3 separate regions of the Mus musculus genome follow, and all the other regions are linked to region 3. Evidence: chromatin contacts called from public HiChIP or PLAC-seq data. All regions are on one chromosome and are shown on one strand. Each heading gives the region's core, a stretch centred on a gene start, on an enhancer-like site or on the middle of the called end of the contact. The rest is flanking DNA. Distances are from core to core; before and after follow the strand shown. Region 1 has its middle 17 kb from the start of Gm40167. Region 2 holds the start of Lpar3 (lysophosphatidic acid receptor 3). Region 3 overlaps Ttll7 (tubulin tyrosine ligase-like family, member 7).

What was found. HiChIP or PLAC-seq counts read pairs in DNA pulled down with a chosen protein or histone mark.
Region 1: a contact with region 3 is called in an HNF4G HiChIP or PLAC-seq map of pancreatic cancer cells. The contact joins two enhancer-like sites. A contact is called at or near these places in 3 of 484 Hi-C or Micro-C datasets (the G1E-ER4 cell line and pre-megakaryocyte-erythroid progenitors) and 3 of 115 datasets of contacts at active chromatin or transcription factors (embryonic basal ganglia, embryonic forebrain and pancreatic cancer cells).
Region 2: a FOXA1 HiChIP or PLAC-seq map of pancreatic cancer cells shows a contact between it and region 3. The contact joins the promoter of Lpar3 here to the enhancer-like site in region 3. A contact is called at or near these places in 5 of 39 promoter capture datasets (the HPC-7 cell line, HPC-7-derived erythroid cells, cranial neural crest and 3 more) and 2 of 115 datasets of contacts at active chromatin or transcription factors (embryonic midbrain and pancreatic cancer cells).

The regions. Positions count from the first base shown.
Region 1 is chr3:146,327,698-146,330,577 of GRCm38.p6, forward strand. No RefSeq gene overlaps it. Among named protein-coding and RNA genes, the nearest start is that of Gm40167, 17 kb to the right of the region's middle. Within about 2 kb of position 1,269, at least 118 of the 459 cell types and tissues checked have an H3K27ac peak or open chromatin away from gene starts, as enhancers often do. A contact at or near this core is called in pancreatic cancer cells, where this site is marked.
Region 2 is chr3:146,219,192-146,222,348 of GRCm38.p6, forward strand. It overlaps Lpar3 (lysophosphatidic acid receptor 3), which reads left to right and starts at 1,770. Exons shown (of 3, transcript NM_022983.4): 1 at 1,770-1,956.
Region 3 is chr3:146,874,537-146,877,360 of GRCm38.p6, forward strand. The region is part of intron 1 of Ttll7 (tubulin tyrosine ligase-like family, member 7); the gene reads left to right. Among named protein-coding and RNA genes, the nearest start is that of Ttll7, 24 kb to the left of the region's middle. Within about 2 kb of position 1,550, at least 60 of the 459 cell types and tissues checked have an H3K27ac peak or open chromatin away from gene starts, as enhancers often do. A contact at or near this core is called in pancreatic cancer cells, where this site is marked.

The DNA of each region.
Region 1 (2,880 bases), core at 19-2,518, 550 kb before region 3:
CTCTCACCCCTCTCTATTTCAGATGTCTAGAGAGGGACAGGCACTGCATGCATGCTTAATGAGTATTAACTGGGAGCAGCTGAAAGCATTAAGGACCAGCGTGTAACAGATTAGCTCACAGGGAGTAACCCAAACACATCTCCTTGGGGTTACATTTATCAGGGCACCTCGCTGGGTGTTCTCGCCGTCAGGAACCGCTTTGTAACCACATGCCCACTGCACCAAGGCCTCTGCCTTAGGAAGCGGCGCTGTGTTTGTTCACCCAGCGGAGCTTCCAAGGACATGAATTAAACATTTGTTCCTCCCAGCTCTGGCAGTTTGCCGCATTCTTGCGGAGGAAAGTCTAAAATGGCTTTGTTCTTTTTGCTGCAATCAAGGAGGGACCTGGAAGCAGAAGATACGGTAAGGCGAAGATCTTTAATTTGGCCACTAGGTGGCAAAAGAGTTCTACTGAAGATACTGCAGGCAGCCCAAGGCACTCTTAGGGAAATCCTAGACAGGTTTTCAGAGCAGGACAGGTTCTGTGAGAAAAGATCTCAGGGAAATGAAGGAGCTAAACTGATGCGAACAGCCTCTAGCACTCTGATCAAGACTACAAATCAGGATCCCAACTTCTAGAACAATCTTGTTCAACAAGCCACTCCGTTTCCCCCTCTTTAGGTATGCTCGTCTTGTATTCTCGGCGAAAATACAATAAGGAGGTGAACGTGGCATTTCAAATTAAAATTTAAACGTGCAGTTGCCAGTCTCGCGGTAGACACCTCTGAGATGACCCAAAGGCTTCGGACTCATAATTCTAACCCTCTTATGTCCTCGATCCCACCCCTTACGTCCTTACCCCGGCTGACCAGCAAATGTGCAGGTCAAATGCAGATGGAGACTCTAGCCAGCAGACCCGAATCCAAGCCCATTTGCCAGGTTCCCAAACCTTGATGTCTAGGCTTTCTAAACAAAAAGAGGAGGAACGACTCCATCATCAAATTCCCACCCAAAGACCATAGACATTCATCAGAAAGTGGACTTACTATCATTTTTATTTTAAAAATATTTATGATTGTGATGGATTGAATGAGATGTTCCCCCAAAGTCTCCAGTATTTGAATACTTGGACACCAGTTTGCAGTACTGTTAGGGGCAGCTTGGGAGTTACGGCCTTGCTGGAGAGCAAATGTGGACTTTGAGAGCTTAAAGCCTTGGCCAGTTTGAGTTGGCGTTCTCTGCTTCTTGCTTGCAGTTTGAAGAAGTGAGCTCTCAGCTTCCTGCTACGGCTCCGCCCATCGCGGCTCCGCCCATCGCGGCTCTGCCCCTCTGCCATCATAGACCTTTACCCGTCTGGTACTGTAGCCCAAGTATAACCTTCCTTCTATAACCTGTCTTGGCCACGTTGTTAAGCAGTAGAAAAGTAACTAAGACGCGGTCTTTTAAATTTTCATATACCCTATCATGTTTCAAAAAGGTCTTACAAAACAACTAAGCCACCCACACGTCTCAGAGACCAAGAAGTGCTTGAATGATGATAGCCCTTTCAACAAAAACTATTAAAAATATTTACTGGGTGCCACCTTAGTTAGTTTGTGTGAGTTATTTTACCTAATATCCTGTCAACAGAAATCATATTTGTCTAGCTCAACTGGCTCTTTTTTCTTGCCAACTATGAATTCATATTTTTGACAAATGAGAAATTTACACTAGTGGATCTACCCTGATGTGACCTTTTTCTTTTCCTGCCACTTTTGAGCTGTGTGAGGACACTGGGTGCTTGTGTGGCCTTGGTGATGCCCACATTTCTTAAAGCTTGTAGCTAGCTGTATTGTTATTTCAAACCATCTTAGGGAGATAGGTAATGCTGGAAGCACTTGGTTCTTCTTTTCCAAAGACCATTCTCTTGTTAAAGGGATCAGAGAAGAATCGATACCATTATAAATAAAGAATTGTGTTCCCAGGAGGAAGGAGCAGCTCTTCCTTATTCAATTATAATTAATAAATGAGGAGTTAAGGGAAAATCCACAAAAATCAGATACTGTGATTTTAAAAGACTCTTGTAGGTGACTCTGGATAAGTAAAATGAAGGCAAGGTCCCGCACATTGTGATTGTTCCTGTTCAGTATCCCATATTGTCCACATCCTTAATAAGGAGCAAAAAGATCACATTTCCCAGTCTCCCTGGCAAGTGGTTCTCACATGATTAACTTCTGGCCAATGGAATATCAACACCTGGTGGGTTAATTTCCAGGAAAGCTTTTAAAAACAGAATATAGACGTAGCCTTTTCCCTCCCTCTTTTTTCTTTGCTTCCCATCTAGAAGACAGATTTTATGGCCGCTATTATCGTGGATGCATGTGAAACATGAAGCAGCTGTAGGTATGGAAACCACGTGCTGACATGCAGACAGAGAGAGAAAAGGTCCTGATCACCCCGCAGAACTCCCAAGCCGGAACCAGTCTCACTGCCTCCAAACTATGCAAGCATTACACAGCACTCCACGTCAGGAGTTGGCAGCCAATAGAAACTTGAATGGACACAGGAGTATGAAAACCTGTGAGATAGAGAAAATGGTGAGAAACAGAGCTCTCTGTCTTTAAGTATATAATTTTTGTGCATAAAAAACTTTGGAGGTAAGAGTGTACACACACACATTGTTTTAATTATGGCTGAGGGATATTGGGCCACACAACAGAACAAGTGACATCAACCGAGCCAACAGTAGCTTGGTCTCAAAGCATAATCTGCCCCAAGCTTCGCAGGTCCCCTCTTCCTGGGTCATTCAGAAATCGGATTGTCTTGTTGAGGGAAGCTTTAGCAGAAACAAGTTATGGGGAACATGTTTCTTGGTAAAATAACAAAAGCACCATCTCCTTTTCTGTGCAGTTTTCTTAAAAT
Region 2 (3,157 bases), core at 520-3,019, 660 kb before region 3:
GGCTTCATGCCCCCCTCCCGCCACGTGGACGGTACCACTTACATCTCTCCCTTGATGCACTCCCATTTTTTCACACATCTGCTAGCTTCTGGAGGCAGCCTCATTGCTAATTAGTCCAGGGCGGCGAATTTCAACATAACCTCAGTTAAGATTGTTCCCAAAGGGAAGGGCGTGTGAATTCTTGTCTGTATGGTTGCAGGTCCAAGAGTGGAGAGAGGAGCACGGGCCTCTCTCTTTCCACAAACCAGGCATGAAACTCATCCTTGGATCCTGGCTTGCGACTCCTTTATTCTTGTTTATTTGTTCGTTTGTTTACTTTTTAACTTCTTGTAGCACTCACATTACAACACCAAGACACGTGGGGTGCAGCAGGGGCACAGCTCCTTCAAGGCTGCAGTCTGAAACCCCCTCTACCTTTGCGAAACAAGGCTGTGACTCCTTGCTTTCCCAGAAATATAAGAGCACAAGGAGGCTGTTTGGTGAGTGTTTGTTTAAAAGGTTCTGAGTGACTCTCCAGCCAGTAGTCATCTTCGAGCTTGCCGTTTGAAGTACTGGTTTTCATTTGTTTTTACTAAGTGGTACTAATTTTAATTTGGTTTTACTTATAAAAATATCTGGAAAAGAAGTGGGACACCCCTGACCCAACAAGGGTTGAAAGAAGATAATCCTTAAATTTCATCTTAAGAGTCTGCGTGCATGTGTGTGTGCTTGTGTGTGTGTGTGTGTGTGTGTGCGCGCGCGCGCGCGCGGAACCCAGAAGTTAACTTCCGGTGTCTTCCTCAATTTCTTAACACCTGGTTTCTAGCAGAGCTTGGAGCTCATCCGTGGGCTAGACAGGCTGACCAGCAAAACCCAAGGATCGTCCTGTTTCCACCTTTCCAGCACAGGGCTTGTGGGTGGGTGAGGCAAGATGACTCGACTGAGGATCAAATTCAATCTGAGCTTATGCACTTGACCAACTAAGCCATCGGTGGTACAGAGATGGGTCCCATTGAATGCACATGATTGAACGGATGGTGAAGTACGTCCGAACCCACACTCTAGACGTTTCCCAAGTGCCCCGGGCTGCCTAAGAATGACTTCACTTCACAGGATCTTGTCCTCAGCTTACCTTCTAGCATGCAGGGACCCAGAATTTGGTTTTTAGGGCAGAGAAGCCTTTTACTCTTGCTTTCCTTTCCCCGGCCTTAAGCAAAGGTGGGTCAGTTTTGAAACAGCACCTTCAGGACTGTTGACTGCGGGAGGCCAAAATGACTCCCACGAGAAACTTAAGCAGGCTTTGTTCCCTCTTGTAACACAAAGGTGACCTGTTCTTGGCCTCTGGGGTTGCTTGAACTCTAGAGCAGCTTTGGGGTTCAGGCTTTAGGGTATCAGGTTTGGTCCTGGCTGAGAGCCTGCCTCCCGTAAGTAGTGTGGGGGTAGGGATATGCTTCCCAGCAGACACCTCAAATAGGTATCTTCCATCATAGAGAGAGTCAGAGGAATGAGTTTCAGTCTGGGCATCTTTCTGAGGTATGGCTCCCTGTGTAGGGCCTCTAGATGCTACTGTCCCCTTAGGGGACCTTAGGTAGTCTCTCAGAGCTGGCTGCCCCATAGGCACCAGGTCCCCAACCAAGGCAGAGCGCCTCCATGGACCGCTGGCCTTCTGCCGTGCCGATCCGAGCCTGGCCGGCGGGGGGCGCGCTCCCGTGGGAACTTGCAGAGGCACAGGCCGGGCGGGCTGGCGGGCGGGACCGGGCCGCCCTCCACCTCTCCACCCCCTCGTCCTAGCAAAGTTGCCCGGGACTCCCGGCGCGTCGCCGCGGACGCTGGAGAGCAGGCGCTTGGCTCTGCCTGCTCCGCGTCTTCCGCTGCTGGCTGGCCGGAGCCTGCTCGCCCCGTCGCGCTCCCCCGAGGGCATGCGACAGCGGCGGGACGCTCGGCTCCCGGGCTCGGCGGCGCGGGCGAGCGACAGCGGTGAGTGCGGTGCGCAGCGCGGGATGGGAGGTTCCCGGAGCCTCTGCGGGCCGGGGCTTTTTGGGGGGATTCTTTGGTTTCTAATCCATTTCTCCAAACTCCTGGGGCGGAACTTTCCTCGCGGTGTGTGGCGTACCCTGCGCTTTCCCACTTCGTGTTTTCCCTAGAGCAAAAAGCAATGCAGATGCAAAAGCCGGGCTGCTTCGGCTTCGGCTGGGGACTGACGGGCCGGGAGCAGGGGTGCCAGGCTCCATCGCGACGCGCTTTGCAGGGGCGCTTCTTTCCAAACTCTGGGAAGTTATATGGTGATGGGAAACGGGTTCTCCCCGGGATCCCTGGGAGGTGACATTTCCCACCTTGCAGTTAGTTTCACCGGTGTGGTGGTCTGTCTGTTGGTAAAATCTCGAGGCGAGTGCGTGCGTCTCAAGATTTGGGAAATAGTTACCATGACCAGCTCTGAACGCTATCAGGGTTGTGCGGGATGAGCCAAAGGTCTCCCATCTCCCACATCACGGGCCACAATAGTGCTTTGTTTTGTAGCAGTTTCTTCATTGCCTTCTCTGTGCAAGTTGCAGCTATCAGAAGCTGCTTAGAATTTTCTCAGGCTTGTGATTTAAGGACTGGCTGAATCTTGGAAACAATTTAGTTTTATTAATGGGATCATGGGCAGGGCCCTCCAAAGCACTTAGAGGTTAATTTGTAAATGGGATGATTTTCCCTAAATGTTTCATAATTTGCCCCTGCCATTGCACACTTTTCTCCTGCCCAACTCTTGGTCTTGGAATGTCACATTAGGCTCTTCAGGGCTCCTTCTTGTAATTTGTAAGTCTGAGGACAAAGTGAATGTTAGACCTAGACAGACTCCTTTTTGCAAGTGTGTGAAAGTTGAGTGCATGCCCAGCCTTCACTTAATGCCCCTCGATTGAATTGCTAAAGAGAGTTCTTGGGTTTGCTGTCTACCGATATTTGCTTATCCTGCTGCTAGTGAGGTTTGGGTCCAAAGATTTGAATCCAGTGGACAAGTGATTAGAATTTCCCTTCTTGCTCCCACCAGAAGGAACTCCATCAGAACAGCCTCGATACTGTTTGTTTAAGCAAACTGAGCCATTCTAAAAACCTCTAACCAACAAATACTGCCTGTTAGGTGGGATCTATACCTTGAGAACCTGTGACCCCGGACATCTAACCATGGGACAAAACT
Region 3 (2,824 bases), core at 300-2,799:
TTTCGACTGCTTTTGGAAAGGCAAGGAACTAGTCCCCAATGCATACTGTGTTCTTGTTATTCTCTTGATGGCTAGACCTTGGGGTCTCTACATTCCTCTTCTACCTCTGATGACTGCCTGTCACAGCAGGTAAAACCTTCTCATCAGGAATACACAAAGAATTAATGAGATTCAAAACAAACCTTCCAGTTAAAAATGGACCAAAAGCTTTAACGGACTCTTTACCAAGCATGGTCTGGCATGCAAAGGGAGATTCTTCAGCTGTGTTACTAAGGACTTAGCAGTCGCAGCATAGAGAAGAGCACACAGTTCTCTATTGTCCAGGATCTAAAACCCTGACACCACAAAATGCTAATATGTAGGGCATCAGGAATACTCAGTGATTGCTGACATCAAGGAATGTAAAAATATATTGGGAAAATCTTCATGTAGGAGTCAGTTTCTTTGAAGTAGACAAAATGTCTTTTACACCCGACTCTCTTGAAATAAGCCGTTAATCTACCAATCTACTAATTGCATGAATTGTTCATCCACTTATGAAGGTAGAGGTTTAACCTTCTTCAAAGATCTTCTTTCGAGCATTTGATAAAAGAGAGTTATGTGTAGGGCCAGTGTGGATCGATACCCTCAGTGCCCTGCTCTGGGTCCCTAGGGTCTTAGTACTTCAATAGACTCTTCCTGCTTCAGTCCACTGTTGTGCTTTCTCTGCTGGAGGGCAGGGCATTTAAGGCACTCCTGAAAGCCTTGGGTTTGGAGGTCCTTTGCCATCCCTGGCCTCCTTTATGCATCCCCCCCTTCTGTGCTGTCCAAAGGCAGGAGATGATGTGAATTAATCCTCCATCGCTCTGGCAGTGACTTTCAGCTGATGGATGACACTGAGCTCTATGCAGGGTCCTAAGCCCTAGCTGCTCCTTGACACATCTTTGTGGTTGCCTCCCCTTCCTCATCTTCCTTCCCTGTACCACTTAGCAGCATGAACTAAGACAAGAAGCACCATCTCTCATGTCCTCCAAGTTTCTCTTCCCCTCCTCCTTCGATTACTCTTTTCCTTCCCTTTCTCTTCCTCTATTCCTTTTCCTCCTCTTCCCTCTCCTTTACCTCTTCCACCTCACCTCCTCCTCCTCCTCTTCCTGCCCCTCCCTTCCTCTTCCTCTGTGTACTAAGTCCGTGTCTCAGGGCCTTGTGCCCATTAGGGAATCTCTCTATTGCCAAGTTCTATCCAGTCATATCTTGGTTTTTAAAATTTGCAAATGTCTTAATTTCCACCTACTCCCTGGTGACCTCTCAGACCTGACATGGGAAAGAAAACTTAAATCAGAACCTAAAATCCAAATTACTTCCACATTGATGAGGAAGATTTGGTTTCTAGGGTTTCAGCAGTGTGCTTTCTTTATCTTTATCTCTAATGGGGGAAAAACCCCTTTCAGTGGGTTCAGGATGGCTTGCGTGTTCCCCCTTTGCTCTGACTGCCATGTGGCTAGTGCTCCACTGATACAGCTTGCGTTGTGACTTCACTCTTAGTTATTTTTCCATGATGACCTCAGTCTTGGCTTGAGAGTCTGGAATCTGGGATCAGCTTGTTTACATTTTGATTTGCCCTGGAAGTGTGAGCCTCAGAGGTGGTTTAGCAAATACTTCAAGGACTTAAATAAACACAGAGTGCTGGGACTCAGGATCATAATCCTTGCATACTACTTAGGAACCAGTCTTCTGGAAGAAGCCAAATTTGTTCACTATTGAAACAGGTCTTTATTGATACAGTTGATGAAAATTCATCCTGGCATATGATTCATGGTTATTTCGTATGATTGTAGCATAGTTGGATAAAATGGCATATTTACTCAGAATTAGTAAATCAAAGGAAATAGTAAGCTTTGAAATTCATTCATCTACTCTTGAGAGATAAATATTATTTTATTTCACATGAATCATTCACAGCCTTGCTGAAAATACTGAAACTTCTCAAACTAGTGAAAACTTTTCACACTTCATTTTAATAACCATGTCATAACCCATTTTGATTATATTGCGTATATTTAGATTGTTTTTAGTTGCTATTTTCCTTTTATATTTTATTATTTTAATTTTATATGTATGAATGTTTAGCCCAAATGTGTGTGTGTGTGTGTGTGTGTGTGTGTGTGTGTGTATAAAATGTGATAAAATGTGCAGAGTTCCTGGAGTCACAGGTGCTTGTGAGCTGCCTTGTGGGTTCTGAGAAGAGAACCTGGGTCCTCTGCAAGAGCTACCAGTGTTCTTAACTACTGAGCCAACCCTTCAGCCCAAAGTTTGGTGTTTTAAAGAGGAGCTTGGTGTATTCCAGCATTGTAGATGATTTCCCAGATCTGGCTTCTGAATGTAGAATCCTTAAGCCTACAGCATACACATATTGCATAGTTGAGGCCTTTTCAATGCTTTGTGGTTGACTTTAGAATGTCTGTTACTGAGGTCTAAAGACTACAGACTTCCTTCAGGCGAAGTACCAACTTAAATTTCTTTGAGTTTATTTCAGTAGTTTTCTATGCTCATTTTTTTCTAATTTAATAGCAATAAGTTAAATCAATTATTCAAAAGGTGGTGATTTAAATATACAGAGACAATAATTTATTGTTCTGTTATGAAGCATGTTATTCATAAATGACATTTAGGATTTAGCATCATCACATCGAGTCAGTATAATTTAGGAAGTAAACTAAGAAAACTTAGTCAGTGCCCATCATACTTTGTTTGAGTGTGCTTGCTTCTTTTCTGGGAATGTAAATATTTCATTTACCAAGTAACTCTATTACCCCCCTCTGTGTGTATATATATATATATATATGAC